Regions from separate parts of the Sus scrofa genome. Here region 2 is linked to region 1. Evidence: chromatin contacts called from public HiChIP or PLAC-seq data. All regions are on one chromosome and are shown on one strand. Each heading gives the region's core, a stretch centred on a gene start, on an enhancer-like site or on the middle of the called end of the contact. The rest is flanking DNA. Distances are from core to core; before and after follow the strand shown. Region 1 holds the start of LAPTM5 (lysosomal-associated transmembrane protein 5). Region 2 holds the start of SDC3 (syndecan-3).

Region 1 (3,314 bases), core at 332-2,831:
CATTCTTGCACTGGCAGAAGTTAAACAGAGCAACCTCTGAGCTCCGCCCCAAACCAGGGCCCTGAGGTCTGACAGCTGACTTACAGGTGTGCTGGCAGCAGGCTCCGCGTCTGGGGCAGTCCTAGTAATAAAATACTCAACTACCTGTCAAGCTCTGCTACGTGCCTTGCATATATTTACTCCCTTGATCCTCACAGTGACCAAAGATGCATTATTAGTCTCGGGCCCATTTTTTTAGATGACAAACTGACATTCAGAGAGGTTAAGTAAGCAGCCAGAGGCTGCACAGCTAGGAAGGGATGAGGCCAGGATTTGGCACACAGGAATCTAGATCCAGAGACTGTGCACTGAGCCCTGAATAGCCCCAGCCCTCTGCAGGCTGGGGTCTAGCCACAGCCCTGCCTGCTCAGCCTGTGACAGGAAGCAGATGCAGCCAGGTCTGAGCAGTTTACAACAGCCCACCGAAGCAGGCCGGATTTAGGCTAATTTTGAGGAAGCCCTTCCAGGCTCATAAAAGAACTGTTAACCACAGGCCCTGAGTCACCCTGGGAGGGAGGCACAGGGTTGGGGGCTGGGGAGCAGGGGAACTGGGTGTGGCTCGAAGTCATGGAGTGGGGGATGGGTCTGGGCAAAGCAGAACAGAGACCCCAACCTTCAGGCACCAAGACAAAGGGGGAGCCTCCAGCCCCAGGGTCATTCTGAGTTAATGACACAGACTCCAAACCTGCCTGTGCACACCAGCCTCCAAAAGAGACCCGCTGGGCCCATTCCCCTAGGCTGGCCCCCCAGGACCTCGGGCCCGTCAAGTCACCCTGCTCGTCCATGCAAGATGGAGCTGTCTTTGGTGGGGAGGAGGCTTGTCCCAGAAGCTGGAAGCCGAGAGGACTCTGCCCTCTCCCGCCTCTCTAGAAGCACAAAGGGGAGAGTCCTTCTCGTCCCTTCCAGCAGCCCAGGCCCCAGGGGAAGGGGGGAAGCCAGGGCCTGTGACCTGACCCCATATCCTGGCTACGATCCCAGCCTGCGTTTCTCCCAAGATTTCTGGCTCCCAAAGCACTTTCACATCTGCTGCTCCGTCTGTACCTGGAAGACTTCACAGCTGTCCCTTTGCACCGAGGCCCAAACGGAGCCTCAGAGAGGACCCGAACTTGCATTCATTCGCTTAGAATAAGGACCCCCTCCTCCCGCCGCTGCTCGCTTCGCCCGCTGCCGCTGGGCCCCCTTCCCTCTTCTGACAGAGTGGGAGGCCGAGGCCCAGAGCTGGGAAGGGCTTTGTCCAGGGTTCCACGAAGAGGGGGTCCTCCCATTGGAGGGGTGCTGCTCTCACAAGCACACCGGCTGTCCCCCAGCTGCCCACACACTCACCACATGGTAGACGGCCAGAGCAGTGGTGGCGATGCGGACATTGAAGCAGCAGCAGGTCTGGCGGGTGGCGGCCGTGCGGGTGCTCATGGTGCCACCTCCCCTCCTCGAGGCGCTGGCAGGGAAGGAGTTGGGCGCCTGGAGCAGGGCAGAAAAGGGGAAGCCGCCGGCTGCCTTCCTCACTTCCTTCCTGCCCTTCAGACAGGCAGGGGCAAAGGCGTCACAGCTGGGGCGGGGCAGCAGGGAAGGGCCCCATCGAGCATGACAGGCGGCCCCTGCCACTTTGGGGAGGGGCTCCACCAGGGAGGGCAGACCCTCGCACCATCAGTGCCTACCACGTGCCAGGGCTGGCGGGTAAGGGGTTATATACAGGACACTCACCACCATCCTTGGAAGCAGGGACTGTCACCAATCCCACATCCAGCCAGAGACACAGAGGTCCAGAGAGGTCAAGGTATTCACCCCAAATCACACAGCAGTTAGCGTGGGCGGGCAGGATTCCAACCCAGGCCTGTCGGGCTACAAAAGCTATTGTCTAGTAGTTCCTCTGTGTTCTAAGGCTGTTCCCGGATGCGCTCCTCGATCCTTTGAGGGAGGTACTGTTATTATTCCTGTTTTACAGATGAAGAAACTAGGGCACAGAGGGGGAAAGTGATTTGTCTGAAGTCACACAGCTAACCCGAAGAGGAATAGGGATTTAAGCCGAGGCTTGACTGGTGCTAGAAGCTGCCCCCTCAGGGCTGGTGTTTTCACGCTACCCCCAGCCTTGGAGAGAAGCATGTCTTCCTAAACTCTGTCCGAACCAGGACAAGAATAATTGCTGAGCAAACCCATCAACTATTGGTCAGGCCCTGGGCTAGGCTCTTCCCACTGCTGGGTCACTGATGCCTCACAGTAACCTGGGAGACCTGCAGTCAAGCCCTCCTTTGTGAGCCTCGAGGCCCCCTACTGCTCCTGCGCAATCAGGGATTTCCCCCCTCACTCTTAGGAGAAGCTGGAATTAATCTACTGTGACTACTAAGCAATCTACCCTGGGATGTATACTCCCTTCTCCCACGAGAAGTTATCCATCCACACTGCAATAAAGGAAGGGAGCATGAGGCATTTGCAGAATTCCCATCAGAAGCCTGTTCTGTCTAGACACTGAGCTCACTTGCTAAGTGAAACGTCCAGTGGAGAACACAGCCGGACCTGCCGTGAAGTCCCACCCTCTCATGAGCTCATGCAGTTAGGATTGGCCACTATAGCTGCCCATCATCTCTGCACCAGGAGAGGTTATAAAAGTTCTCTAAGCTCCTCTCCTTGGCAGGAGTTTCTCTGTGGGACCTACAAAATGTGGTTGGGGGACTTGATCAAAACTTTTTCTGTTTGCCAATGACACCAAGAGGTCTCTACAAGCCTGGGGCTCCTGGGTGACCTGGCTAAGCCCTTCCCTGCTTCATTTTCAAGCCTGTCTTTTTCTTTTTCTTTTTCTTTTTTTTTTTTTTTTTGCCTTGCTGAGACCAGGCATCATAAAGTTGGTACAGTATAGTGGTTAACACCTTGGTCCCAAGGCTCATGCCTGGGTTCAAATCCTGGCACTTCCTGGCTGGGTAGCCAATGGAGCAAGAAAAGCTCTGTTCTGCCCAAGAACAGCAGGGCCAGGCTGGCTAGAGATGAGGACAGCAGGGGCCAGCAGGGGCCAGCAGAACCCTGAAGCCAGGCTGAGGAGTCTGGACTTAATTGTGCCAGGAATCCATTTGAAAATGGAATGCCATAACACATGATAGCCACTAATAACATTATAATTTGTGAAACCAGAGCAGGTTTAGAGCCAATTCACAAAGAGAGGGCCAAACACACTAATGGAGATGAGAGATCCCTTTACGTGGTATATGGATGAATACTTTTCATTTTTATGAGGATAAATTCATTTTAATGTGCATTATAAAAATATACATAACTAGCCCATGAAT
Region 2 (3,314 bases), core at 235-2,734, 150 kb after region 1:
ACCAGGACTGGTGGAGCCAGTGGGGAGAGTGCTGGGGGCAGAGGAATAGACATGATTTTGAGGGTGTGTCAGAAAGACCTGGACTTGACTTTCACCTTGAGAGGAGGTCCAGAGCAGAAAGGTCAGCTCCACATTAGGCAGAACCCCACCCATTCCGTGTTCCCTGAAAGGGATTGCGAGCCCCCTCTCTAAAAGATAGGTAAAGCCAGGCTGGCTGCCCTTTGGCAGAGATTTGGGGAGGAAGGGAAGGATACTTCCTGACTCTGAGCTTCAGCAATCTCTGGGAATTCTGAGGTCCCAGCCTCTGGGAATCCCATTCCCAAATCTGTAGGAATTCTGACCCATAGGCCCCTTGGGAAGATGGGTGGAGAGGGGCTGAGGGGGCTCAAGAGGTAGAGAGCTGGCTGAGGCAGCACAGCATGGAATTGAACAACTCTGGCTCTGGTTTGGGCAGATACTTGGGTTCAAATCTCAAGGCTGCCAGTTGAGAGCTGTGTGACCCTAGGTAAGTGAGTGTACCCCTCTGAGCCTCAGTTTTCCAACTGCAATGTGGAAATGACCACAGGGAGTTCATTTTGCTCGTTCATTCATTCGTCATCCAAAGATAAACTGAGTGCCTGTGTGTGCCAGGCCCAGTGCCAGATTGTGACAATCAAATGAGCTCTGCCTGCCACGGTACTGGAGGGTCAGTAAAGGTGGCTGGGATGATTCTTATAAAGTAAGGGACCTGGATGTAGGGACCATCACGTCCCAGACGGATTGCCACTGGCTCAGGGAACAAGCTGGCTCTGAGGAGCCCCCAAAGGACAGAACTGAGGCCAACAGGGTTTAGGTGCAGGTACAAGAAGCCAGATGTCAGCTCAGTGTAAGGAAGGGCTTTGGAGCAATTGGATGGCCACAGAAGGCATGAGGTCGTGAGTACTCTGTCTTGGCAGGTGTACAAGGCTCAGCGAACTAGCTATCAGGGCAGTTTCCTTGCTCAGTGTGGGCAGTGAGCACAGCCTCCTTCCCCTTTCAAGGTTCCTGCCAGTTCTGAGACCCCTGGAAGCAGCAGCCCTCCTCCCTGACATCCTGGGGAGAAGGGAAAGGGGAGGGTCTTTGGGCTGGGCAGGCCAGGAGCGCCACCTGCTGCTCCTCAGAGACACTGGTCCCAGCCCCAACTGAGCCAGGTTTCGTCTTGCTCCTGACCCCCTGTACCTGCTACCCCACCTGCTTTCCTTGGGCTTCAAAGCTGCACGCATTCACCACGTTCTAGCACACGCAGCTCCACGTGATCACCCTCCCCCACGCCTACCTGTGCCATGCAGTCACATCCCAGCATCTCAAGGTCTCCTTCACCTGCCAACACCATCCACATAGGCGTCCACCGCTGCCCCGCCCCAGGAGCAGAGGTCCCACGGCCCCCTGGGCCCCTCTGGGGAAATTTCCCGACTTCCTCAGGCAGGGCTGGTCCCACCCCTGCCAGCGCCCCTGGACAAGCCCCATCTTTGTCCTCCCCCGCTTTCAGTCTCTGCTATCTGTCACCACCTCCTCCCCGAAGTGGGAACACCTCAGTATCCCCACCAGAACTCAAGCAGAGCTGACTCTGTGCGGGGCACTGCTCCCCAAAATGCACTCTGACATTGTCCCCGCTTTACAGATGACAAGCCAAGACCCAGAGAAGTTAGGAAATGTGTCCGGGGTGAGGAGTGAGGCCAGCACACAGCGGGCATTCAGTTACCACCAGCTGTCTTTGTATTAGTCATGGACAAACTCTATCATTTCAATTTGAACTCACGCTATAGGAACTGAGTGGAAGACATACATTTAAACTAACGAACTCAAGAATTGAGAATGCATTGTCTGGGGGAACAGTACAAGGAGCATTATAAGGAATGTTCCAAAAGTGACAATGTGTTTCATATTATGGAAAATGAGAAGATGGGGATGACACAAGTGACAGTGTCCGCTGAGAGCTTTGTGGAAACCGAAGGTGGTGGCGATGAAAGAATTTAGAGAGAATGCTTCAGTGGGGGTAGCAATATAAAAATTACAGTCTGAAGAGAAGTGTCTGAAGAAAAAGGACCATAGGGTCAACTTGTTGTTTCTATGAACTTCCTGTACTTAAACAAAAATGGTTATATGGCAGAGTTCAGAGATCGCGAGTGTGTCAACAAAGTTTTCTTTCATAACAAACCTTTACATAGATACTAACAGAACACGCCGTTAAATCTCCTTTTCACCGTTTATTAAGCTCTGTTGATCCACTTGAGTTTGTGTTACCATTTAATTGGGATTTGCAATATGTGAATACCCATTTAATGCCACCTAAAATATACAGCGATGGAAGTGTATGGATTATATATGTTTATCTTAAGCCATTATTTTATTTAAAGGATATCTAATTTTCTCTTCTGTGTTTACTTAAATTGAAACAGTAAAATATCTCTAACGCCAAAGGAATTGAAAATATCTATTTCAGCTTTGCTAGTATGTCTATAAGAACATAAAGTGACAGTGCAACAGCCTTCCAGTGACATCTGCTAAACAACCAAATTCTTCCTGTAGTAAATATAAAAGGAGAAAGTATTTCTGTTCGTAAAACAGAAGAAAAATGAATTATCTGGAATTATTATTATTTTTACAAAAGTAAAACATGAGATTTAAAGTCAGAAATTGGATGGATTTAAATTGTTAACTGTGACAGTATAACTAATTGAAGAAGAATCTTGACGATATTGACACATCAAGAAGTATAAATTATTGCCAAAGCATGCTGCCAATTTTCCTTCTCTATGATCCCCAATCCTACAAAAGTTTAAGAGAACATAGCTTTAAGAATTTTTTTAAAAAATTTCTTACACCAGGAGGTGCTGAAGATAAACAATGCAAATATAAGGCTAAAGAAAGTTGGAGAAAAGAACAAAAGATATACTTCATTAAAATTTTTAAAATGAAAGAAAAGTACCAGTTATTCTGTAAAACTGAACAAAAGGAAAGAGACATAGAAGTCATATTTATAAGAGCAAGCAAGATTTAAAAAAAAAAAGATAGAAAAAAATGAATAACACAGGTTTTAAAAAGTTTATAAAGAAATTAAAATAAATTATTTGAAAAATTCTAAAATAAAAAATTATTCATAAAATACATATTAGCTAAATTAATCAATTAATACCAGATAGATGTATGACATGGGTCAATGATTAGTGGAAATATATTAAATATTTTAATGTGACACGACCAGACATGACCAGATATGACCAGACCAGACACGACCTGACCAGACACGACCTAACCAGAACAGACCAGAACAGACCAGACACAACTAGACCAGA

What was found. HiChIP or PLAC-seq counts read pairs in DNA pulled down with a chosen protein or histone mark.
Region 2: a contact with region 1 is called in an H3K27ac HiChIP or PLAC-seq map of alveolar macrophages. The contact joins the promoter of SDC3 here to the promoter of LAPTM5 in region 1. A contact is called at or near these places in 2 of 2 datasets of contacts at active chromatin or transcription factors (alveolar macrophages and skeletal muscle).

What each region holds. Positions count from the first base shown.
Region 1 is chr6:87,388,790-87,392,103 of Sscrofa11.1, forward strand. LAPTM5 (lysosomal-associated transmembrane protein 5) reads right to left here and starts at 1,582. Exons shown (of 8, transcript XM_003356262.5): 1 at 1,363-1,582. The coding sequence starts at 1,449.
Region 2 is chr6:87,534,205-87,537,518 of Sscrofa11.1, forward strand. SDC3 (syndecan-3) reads right to left here and starts at 1,485. Exons shown (of 7, transcript XM_021097601.1): 1 at 1,295-1,485; 2 at 680-788. The coding sequence starts at 1,485.